Linked DNA regions of Salmo salar: region 2 is linked to region 1. Evidence: chromatin contacts called from public Hi-C data. All regions are on one chromosome and are shown on one strand. The core of a region is the stretch at or near the end of the contact, and the rest is flanking DNA. Distances in the headings are between cores, read along the strand shown. Region 1 holds the start of sqstm1 (sequestosome 1). Region 2 holds the start of canx (calnexin).

Region 1 (4,966 bases), core at 642-3,141:
TCCTTGTGGAGCCCCTTGGCCTGGCACGAGGAGCAAAGGTCGTAGTTTGAGCACACAGTGCACTTGAAACGGGTCCCCGCCACCGGGCCCTCGCATTCATCACAGGTCACGTTGGGGTGCACCATGGGGGGTGCGTGAGGGCCATGACCATGAGGTGGTGGGCCATGGGGTCCCATATGGGGTGCTCCAGGGTGAGGGGGAAAGGTGAAAGGAGGGACACCGCCCGGGAAGGCAAAAGCAGGGAACTCACGCCTGTGCTCCTTCTTCTCTGTAAGGGAAAAAAAGGATATGCGGGTAGGTATTAATAACTACAATGTTTCAGTAACAATGAGAATGCTATGTCATAAGTGGTAATAAAAACTTAATACCAGACAGATTCATCTTTATATATTATATTTGAAAATGCACCATCTTTGATCACAAAAGACTCACCCTTGATGAAGAGGCGGAAGGTGTCGTCCTTGATGCAGGTGAGGCCCATGATGAGCTCATCGTCGGTGGAGAAGGCGATCATGTCACCGTCCTCGTCTGGGTACAAGGTAAACAAAAAAAGACGATGCATTGTCACACACTGATCTCCTCACGTGTTTCACAAGCCATTGTTTGCTGTCAGCTCCTTATCTAGGCCAGATGATTAGATAATAGCAGTAGGAGTTCACTAGTAAGGAAATCTGTCCACAGCTTATCCTCACTGGCTTATTTTATTTGAAACAGAGGTTAAGGGAATACTGTTGTTACAAAGGTGTTGTGCTCAGACCAACACCTATGTCAATTTCCAGTTCAGTTATTGAAAATTCCCAAATGTTTTCAATACATTCATTTCAAGTCATGTATTGAAAAACAATTAATTTCCTGGTTTGACTGAGTTGTAATGGAATTGACCCCAACCCTGATGCCCAATATGGAAAACATCAATTTTGTGATGTGGTACTAGTCAATAATACTACTGTATGTAATTGGTCAACTTTGATTCCCTTTTTGGGAGGAGAGCTCTTACAGGATTTGATCTTTTTTTGGGAGGGGGGGGTGTTAATGCCATCTGTTGCTAAGTTATTCCACTATGAACTGATGGTAGGCCTACAAGTAGAGCGATCTCAGAGAAATGTAGTAGAACAGGTATACATCATTGCATATATGACATACATGTAACAGCCTATTTGCTGCTCACTCTCGATCTGACATTCACTATGAAATGCAATGTCAAATGTAGACTTCAATAATGTTCTGTGTACCAGTTCTACCAGATTTTTTTCTGGTGCATAAAGACAAATTGTCATCTTGAGATCTATACTGTTATTCGTCAAGCTCACTCCTGTTATTGAAACTTTCAATCAGCAGATTATTTCACTTAATTTATTGACGCACTTTGGTCTAGGCCTATGACACGACATTAATCAATTGATAGGCCTACTCAAGTAAACTAGGTAGTAAAGTTAGCAATAACTTTAGTTAGCAATTACTAATTAAGTTAGCAATTACTTTGTCGGGCGCGATGTTATGGAATATTACAACAAAATTACCGCCAGAAATATTGATGACAATAACACGATCGAAAACACTGTACCATAGGCCTGTAATGAAACACTTGACAGTATAGGCTTACCTTTGTAAAACATTTGGTAGGGGACATTTCGCAGTGTTGAGAAAACATCAACAACCTTTCGATTCAAATACTCAAAACTCGTTGAAACATCTTGGTCGACAGCAAAGCGACGAATTTCTTTCGGTATGTGTTCCTTCCCAAGGAGATAGGCTTTCACGGTCATAGACATAGTCGAGTCTTCTCACGACTTACTTTCAGCCCAATTTTTCGCTGTAAAATATTTGTTGCGCAGTTAAAATGTTAAAGGCCGGCTCCACTGTAAGCTCGCTGTCAGTGCGTCTCGCTGTTCTGGGTACAGTTCCGCGTATGAACCTTAATACGACGGCTGGTGTAATATTTATACGTCGGTCTAGCCAATCACGAGGGTTTCGTGCGGCATCGGGGGGGGAAGTCCACGGTCCAAAATGACAAAGCTCTATTCGCCTTCTGTTATTGTGCGCAAAAGGCAAGGTAATGTAAACAAATGGGTGGGACGCGACGCCAAAGGGTAAAATGGAAGGCCGAGGAATGACAAGGCACTTTCCATACGGGAATTCCCCGCGTGCAGACTTGTCTCATAGACTAGACGTAACATAATAAATGTCAATCTGGAATACTCTAATTACTATATGTTACATTTGATATGGTTACAGAAGATAGGGTGGGTGGTTGGTTGTAATAACGGGAACATCTAGCAACCCAAAGGTTGTGTGTTCAAATCCCATCACGGACAACTTTAGCATTTTAGCACCTACTTACTACTTAGCATGTTAGCTAACCATTCCCCTAAACTTAACCCTTTAACCTAACTCATAACCTTAACCCCTAAACCCTAGTGCTAGCTAGAGTTAGTCACCTACCTAAAGTTAGCGACAACAAATTGGAATTTCTAACATGTCATATGTTTTGTAAATTCGTAACATATTGTACCAATTGTAATTCCTAACATATCATACGAAATGGATGATAGACATCCACAAATTAATACATCCCATACATGCCTCGGATTTATATATAGAATAATACGAAATGCTCTGAGACCATGTTGTAGAGTGAGATCAGCGTCATTGGACCATAATTTAACTGGACTGAGCTCTAGACTTGTAGACTTGACTTTAAACATTAAGACCTCGTTTACTACTTGATATTTGAAGAGGGGGTTTGCGGATATTTATAGTCTGTCAAAATAGTCCACACTGGATTCACATAGCCTGAACCAACTCTATTATTGCTATTTAGTCATATAAAATTGTGAGGAATATATTTGGCTTAAGTCAGAGAGCTAGACTACTGTAGGCAGGTATCCACATTGTAAATTCGTATGCAGGTGGGCTAATAAAAAGACCATGACCATGCACTTTGTTCTAGTGCCCTAAAAGACCTAGGCTATAAGGAGATGTGCCCAACTTATAAAGCTATGTGCCCTATACTTGTGTTGTGTGTAGAATAAGTTAGTTGATTTGGCCTACTTTGACAAACAGCATTATTAAACCAAGACATGAGCTAATGTACGTTTTAATAGGATAATATGTCACTATTATTTTCAATACATCTACTAAAAGCATCTAGGCTAGACACAATTAGGCAGGTAGCCTAGTGGTTAGAGCATTGGGTCAGTAACTGAAAGGTTGCTAGATCGAATCCCCGAGCTGACAAGGTAAAAATCTGTCATTCTGGCAGGTAACTCACTGCTCCTAGGCCATCATTGTAAATAGGAATTTGTTCTTAACTGATTTGCCTAGTTCAATAAAAAATTATATTAGTTTAAAGAGGCCTATTCATCATTGTGCAGTATTTTATTTATTTAACTAGGCAAGTCAGGTAAGAACAAATTAACTGTCTTGTTCAGGGGCAGATCAACAGATTCCTGTCAGCTGGGGGATTTGATGTGGCAACCTTTCGGTTACTGGCCCAAGCACTAGGCTATCTGCCCATTAGGCAACCTAGCCCAGCCAATAGGAAAATGATCAAATATAGGCCTGTGATTATTACACCTTCAAGGTGATATGTTGTGTCAGGCAATGGTTCAATGCACTTTATTGCTCAGAACATATTCAACCAAAGTGGTGTGTCTGGTGATCTGGGTGAAAGAGAGTTACCATCCGTTTTGTCACCAAAGCCCCATATACTACCCACCACTGCGACCTGTACGCTCTCGTTGGCTGGCCTTCGCTTCATAATCGTCGCCAAACACATTGGCTCCAGGTCATCTACAAGACCCTGCTAGGTAAAGTCCCCCCTTATCTCCGCTCACTGGTCACCATAGCAGCACCCACCTGTAGCACGCACTCCAGCAGGTATATCTCTCTGGTCACCCCTAAAGCCAACTCCTCCTTTGGTCGTCTCTCCTTCCAGTTCTCTGCTGCCAATGCGTGGAACGAACTACAAAAATCTCTGAAACTGGAAACACTTATCTCCCTCACTAGCTTTAAGCACCAGCTGTCAGAGCAGCTCACAGATCACTGCACCTGTACATAGCCCATCTATAATTTAGCCCAAACTACTACCTCTTCCCCTACTGTATTTATTTATTTTATTTATTTTTCTCCTTTGCACCATATTATTTATATTTTAACTTTGAACTTTCTTCAAATAACAAATCTACCATTCCAGTGTTTTACTTGCTATACTGTATTTACTCTGCCACCATGGCCTTTTTTTGCCTTTACCTCCCTTATCTCACATCATTTGCTCACATTGTATATATTCTTATTTTTCTACTGTATCATTGATTGTATGTTGTTTTACTCCATGTGTAACTCTGTGTTTTGTATGTTGTCGAACTGCTTTGCTTTATCTTGGCCAGGTCGGAATTGTAAATGAGAACTTGTTCTCAACTTGCCTACCTGGTTAAATAAAGGTGAAATAAAATGTTTAAAAAATCAACAACAAAAAAATCATGAATTACCACACCCACAATATCCAAATTGGCTATATTATAGAAATTAATTTAAAAAAATGTTCATTTGGTCATCCGTAGAAAGCGCAGGATGCTTCTAGAAACAGATATAGACACTAGATCAGATCTGTTTATGGCCCAATGACTATGTTGTCATAATTCATGGTCGTTACTAGTTACCACAGCCACAAAGTTGTAATTATGGCTAAATCACGCCCATTTATAAAATGTATCTTCTTAAAATCTAATTTTAAACCAAATCATATGCCTAACCGTTAAATTAAGACCAAACATCACATGTCTGTTTTCATGAATTTTTACAATATAGCCTACAGTTTCAACTCTGTGGCTGTGATAACTAGTGACAACCGTGAAAGAACGACACATTTCGTCTCACCCTTACTTTCTGCCTTTTGGTGGTGCTCCGTCATCTGATTCTCATGTCCCATGACCGCATTATCAAACTGGGGATTTTTTTTCGCGCG
Region 2 (5,126 bases), core at 197-2,696, 250 kb after region 1:
ACAGAAAAATCTGAACTGTACCCAATGACTCTGACCGGCCCTGTGCTAAGAAGGAGAAATTGTTTTATTTTCTTGTAAGAGCCACTGGAATGCATTGCTATTATACGTTGTATTTTGTATCGTTTAGATAAAATATATTTAATGACGTTATCTTCTATCCAATCTGTGAATTGTAATAAAGACAGAATTTCAATTGACTTGTTTTTGTTTTTTCAAAGTTAATCTCTTGTCAATTCAATGCAAATCTGAGTATGCTAATCTCGCCTATATGTGGATTAGTTTGCTGTTATGAATGTGCAAGGGTCACATTCCTTGCATACTGTCATCAATGGACCATGTGACTGCAATGTCCCATTTATTGCAGTAGGTTGGATGCAAGAGAGTATGTGTAGTTATTACTATGTGACAATCTTTTGTGATGTTTTGTAGGGTAGGCTATTTAATATTTTCATTTAGCTGCATACAGACAGTGCACTTCAGAATAACAATGTATAGAATACAGCATTTATTTTTAAACATTATACTCCATACAATATAATGTAACACTACACAAATCCTGTCCGTTACTATGGGGCTCGAACACACCTACATTTGGCCAGGATGGGGACATGCAATATGAATTTTGTGGTTTTTGATAATCATGGTGAGGAAAAAGAGCGGTATTCTAATTAATTGTACCTTATTGAATAAGTATCCACCATATTCTAACCACTAGGCTACCTGGGCGGCAGGTAGCCTAGTGGTTAGAGCATTGGACTAGTAACTGAAAGGTTACAAGATCAAATCCCTGAGCTGACAAGGTAAAAAATCTGTCATTCTGCCCCTGAACAAGGCACTGTTCCTAAGCTGTCATTGAAAATAAGAATTTGTTTTTAAATAAAGGTTAAAAAAAATCTAATTCAATAGACCTAACATTCAGAAACATCAAATCAGTGCTTTAGTTGATCAATTATTTACACTTTACTGTTTCACTCACACCTCTTCTTTCTCTTTGCTTCAGCTCTAGCCAACTTCACAAAGTGCATACATTATTAATTGATGATACATTACAAAATGTCATCAATCATCAGTAAATGCTGTCCCTGCTGCATTATAATTTGTTTTTCCTTGTTTTATGGTCGTCACTTATTAACACTAGTTAACACAGCCACAAAATCATAATTATGGCTCACCTTATTCCTAACCCTAACCTCACATTTTCTTGTTGCCAATTCAGACTTTGTGGCTATGGAATCTTACTTTGTGGCTGTGTTATCTAGTGTAAACCCTGTCGTACTAAAACCAATCAGCATACATTTCCTCTTACAGTTGGACAAATCATCGCCGTCCACGGGGTTCGGATTGGGGGCGGAGACCATTTACTATGATTGACATGTAGCACAAGCAATCCAATTCTTAAAATTCCCGGAAAACGTCAACGTTTTCACTTCAGCAACCAATAAACAATTGGAGAAGGTGTGGCTACTAATCCAAAGTGCATGCCCCAAAGTCACACGTGATCCTACTGTAGTTCAAGGTGTCACATCGAAGCAGGAGGTACGTAATGACGAACAAATGTCACTTCTTTCAAATATAGCTACTTCGCGTAATTATTATTTCAGTCTACATTTACCCAGCTTGTTCAGTTGCATACGATGCTGTCCAGAATCTTTTAACTGTATTTATCATAATGAATCAGCTCGAGAAACGGTGCGTGGTCTTAGCTTGGACTGGCTAACGTTAGTAGCTGACAGAGGCCAGCTATTTAGTAGGCTAATTTAGCTAACGTTAGTAAAATAAAGATATCTACTGTTATCCAACAAATGAACGTTGAAATGTTCTGTTAGTAGCACACAGTTGCTCGTGTGTCCCTTTTGCCGTCTTTTTTCATTGTGCAACGTTAGTTAGCCAAGACATTTTGATAGTGTGTTAGTCAGCTAACGTTAGCTACTGTAGGCAAGGATACATTGTGGCATGCATCTAATGTCAGCAATTAAGTGGTTAAATAAAAACCCGCCTCAAGCTGAAGTAAGGAAATTGACAAGTATTTCCTTGGTGTGCACATGTCTGAACGTTTGTAACAAAAATCACGTAGGTATATTATCAGAAAGAGTAGTCGATGTGTCATGGTGAGAAACTAAGGTATAGTGATTAATTTGCCATGGCTATTTAAATCTCGAGCACAAGGAAATTAACGAATGGATTAATGTGACATTGTGCCCTAACGTTAATTACCTATCGGTATGTCCTTTTTAGTTTGGTCATTGTTATCTCTTTGGCTGTGTTGGATATTAGTGGGTGACAAGACCTACGCACTTCAAATAGGGGGTTATCAAGTGAGGAGCTAGCTACAGGTAGTTATTGTATCTGAAATAATTTCCCTTAAGACGTACATGAACCTGCTTGTAGGAATGGCCACATGGAAACGGGTATTGCTGGTAGGGATGAAACGCGTTGAAGTCTGACCAGTTTTTCAAACCCACTTCCTCTGATGCATTCAACACCCTCTTGGAAATGTAGCTTTAAGAGTTAACACATCTGAACAAAGGACTTGGCCTGTGTTATCTTATTGAATGGTTGACACATTCTTTAGCTATCTGAGAAATGGAAATGGCCTTCTAGAGTTGAATGGAAAATATTTATTTATATGAATGGGAAGTTGGACGTTTTATTGTTTACCCATGGTTATATAACAACTTCTAATTTCTGGTGGGTAATATTTATGGTCACAGGAGAAGCTGTTACATTTTGTGTACATTGACAAGATGATTGCACCTTTACCCCACGCTCTTGTTGACCTAATCTAGCAACTAATGTTGAATGGTACAATAGACTTGCATGTTTTTAAAATATTTTTGCTTTTATTTAGTCTTAAGTCTTTTCCATTCTCTCTTTGAGACAGTCAAGGCACATGAGGGTCATTGGGTCCTTATCCTTCCTATCTGCTTAAACCCACCGCACACCCACACTTATATCCCTACAGTATGATCTAGACTGGACTTCATAGCACAGATTAGTCTATCCATTATCAGAGGCTGAATGTTGCTTATCCATGAGGGGATACACTGAGAAAGCACTGTGCAACGTCTTGCGCAAGATGTCTGTTTCTGTAGTAGATGGCACTGTTTTTCCCCAAATACAGAGTGAACTGAATGGAATGAATTCAGAAGACTGGCTGGCTGATAATAGTCTTTGGTGTGTTGATTGAGCACTGATTGATTATACTGTCCCCTCCCCCTCCTTGTATCTCCTCTGGCCCCTCACTTGAATGCATGTGACCACTGAGGCATGACGTGAATGGGGGAATGGTGTCCACTTGGCAGCATAACAAGGCCTCCCAGGTCTCACCTCCAGTGTGGTGGTTTGTTTTGTTTAGCCCCATGACTTCTTCAGCCTGTGGTGAGAAAGTGAAATTTGCCACTCCTCTCATGTTTATCCATCCGTCCCTCACCCCACCACCCCTGGCCTACAAGGTACCTCGTCTTTTCCCTCGCCCCCCCGGACGGCAGCCATCCTTCCAGCTCCTATCTCCCACAAAAGAGAGAGGAATCTGGGGCCTAGCTAGTCAACAACAACTCCTTTGCCTTACCCACACCAATAACACCTGTATCTCACCCCTCACGCTCACACTCAGTCAGTTGATTGTGAAGTTACATGCATGGTGCTTTTTGGTGGTGAGCTCCCCTCTGGTTATCCCCTCTTTGTTGGCAGCCTGACTTGTTCCAGGGAAACACCCTAGTCACAGTGTACAAACAGACACATGGCAGAATCCTTTATTGAAGAACACACCAGCACTGTCACCGGGCTTGGAGCTGTTCAATGAAAAGTTGTGAAGTTTTAGGTTAATTTCTCCTCCGACACTGGCATGACAAACCCATGTGGTCACTGTGAAGTTTGTCTCATTTATGTGTATTGTCAATGTGCTCAATATATATTAGCTTACATATAACCTACCTAGATATATTAATGCATAGCCTTTTTGGGAAGGTTGGAAAACCTTAACTGTGTTAGCCTAGTGAAATAGAATTGTGACAGTGTGTGGACTGAATTTAGCCAGCTAAGAGCTCTCCTGATTAAACTGCCCCCTAGCCCTAACAGGCTAAGAAATTGTCAATGGACAATGACACACTCAGGCCTTCATATGACACTGAAATGGGCTACTACTTTACTTTATTCCCTGATGGCTTTTCCTAAAGGATAGTCTGCATCAGGCTGTGTACACACACACACACACACGTTGTGTTTGCAGCTCCTCCTCAGGACACTCCCTAGGGGACCTGGCTCTAGAGGTGACATATCCCTTGGTGGTAGTGCCCTGGTTACCATTCCTGAAAGATAGGAGTTGGGGGGGGGGGGATTCTCCACCCTTACCTTATAGGCTACTCCAGTGACCACAGTCCCTTAGGAAGACCCTGTGATCTGTAGAACAAGCTCAACGTAGGCTTATAGATCAGGGTTTCTGTTAGGAAAATGTGGTGCCAGACACTTGGACTGGCAGCATTTTAATTGGAGACATTTGAGAAATGTACCGGACCCATATGCATTGGTTGCGTAACCTGATTAGGGTGTACACCACAATTCACAGAATGACAGAAAACCATATTCGAAATGTGATATGTCTTAACAGAACATGCAACTCAAGGATGCAACGGTGTGTGTCCTTACTGAATTCCAATGCAAACTTTTACCATTTCACAACTGCCACATTTACTGTTCCTCAGCCAACAAGATGAGTAACAAATAGCAAAATCACTAGCCTATGTCAAACTAATATCCCCCATAAAAGTTTACCTATTCTATTGGTCAGCTTGTCATTCTGCACAAGAAAGAAATGACCTTTTCCAAACAGTTGTGGGAGATAAAAAATACACTTTAAAAAGCAATGAGGTTGATGCAACAGATCAGAACATTTAGCTTAGGAAGTTAGTGAACTATTTCTTCACATAAGGACAGCAATGCGCACAAGGAAGTAGGCTATGTGAATTTTTGTTTCATAACGCAATTAGCGGGAAAAACACTTGTCAAAGCGCACCACACAGAGATTAAAATATTTGAGAGGGGTTATCTAAAGATGCAGCAACTAGCATGGGTTGCTAATATGACTAGGATTGTGCTTTTGGCTACTGGACAATGAAACAAAGTTGATT

The links. Hi-C and Micro-C count contacts between places; a contact is called where the count stands out from the background.
Region 2: a Hi-C map of muscle shows a contact between it and region 1, with 15 times the contacts expected there. The contact joins the promoter of canx here to the promoter of sqstm1 in region 1. A contact is called at or near these places in 2 of 3 Hi-C or Micro-C datasets (gill and muscle).

The regions. Positions count from the first base shown.
Region 1 is chrssa09:63,662,371-63,667,336 of Ssal_v3.1, forward strand. It overlaps sqstm1 (sequestosome 1), which reads right to left and starts at 1,892. Exons shown (of 3, transcript NM_001139753.1): 1 at 1,604-1,892; 2 at 507-528. The coding sequence starts at 1,772.
Region 2 is chrssa09:63,911,981-63,917,106 of Ssal_v3.1, forward strand. canx (calnexin) reads left to right here and starts at 1,447. Exons shown (of 14, transcript XM_014211981.2): 1 at 1,447-1,536. It overlaps mgat4b (alpha-1,3-mannosyl-glycoprotein 4-beta-N-acetylglucosaminyltransferase B), which reads left to right. Exons shown (of 15, transcript XM_045723878.1): 15 at 1-197.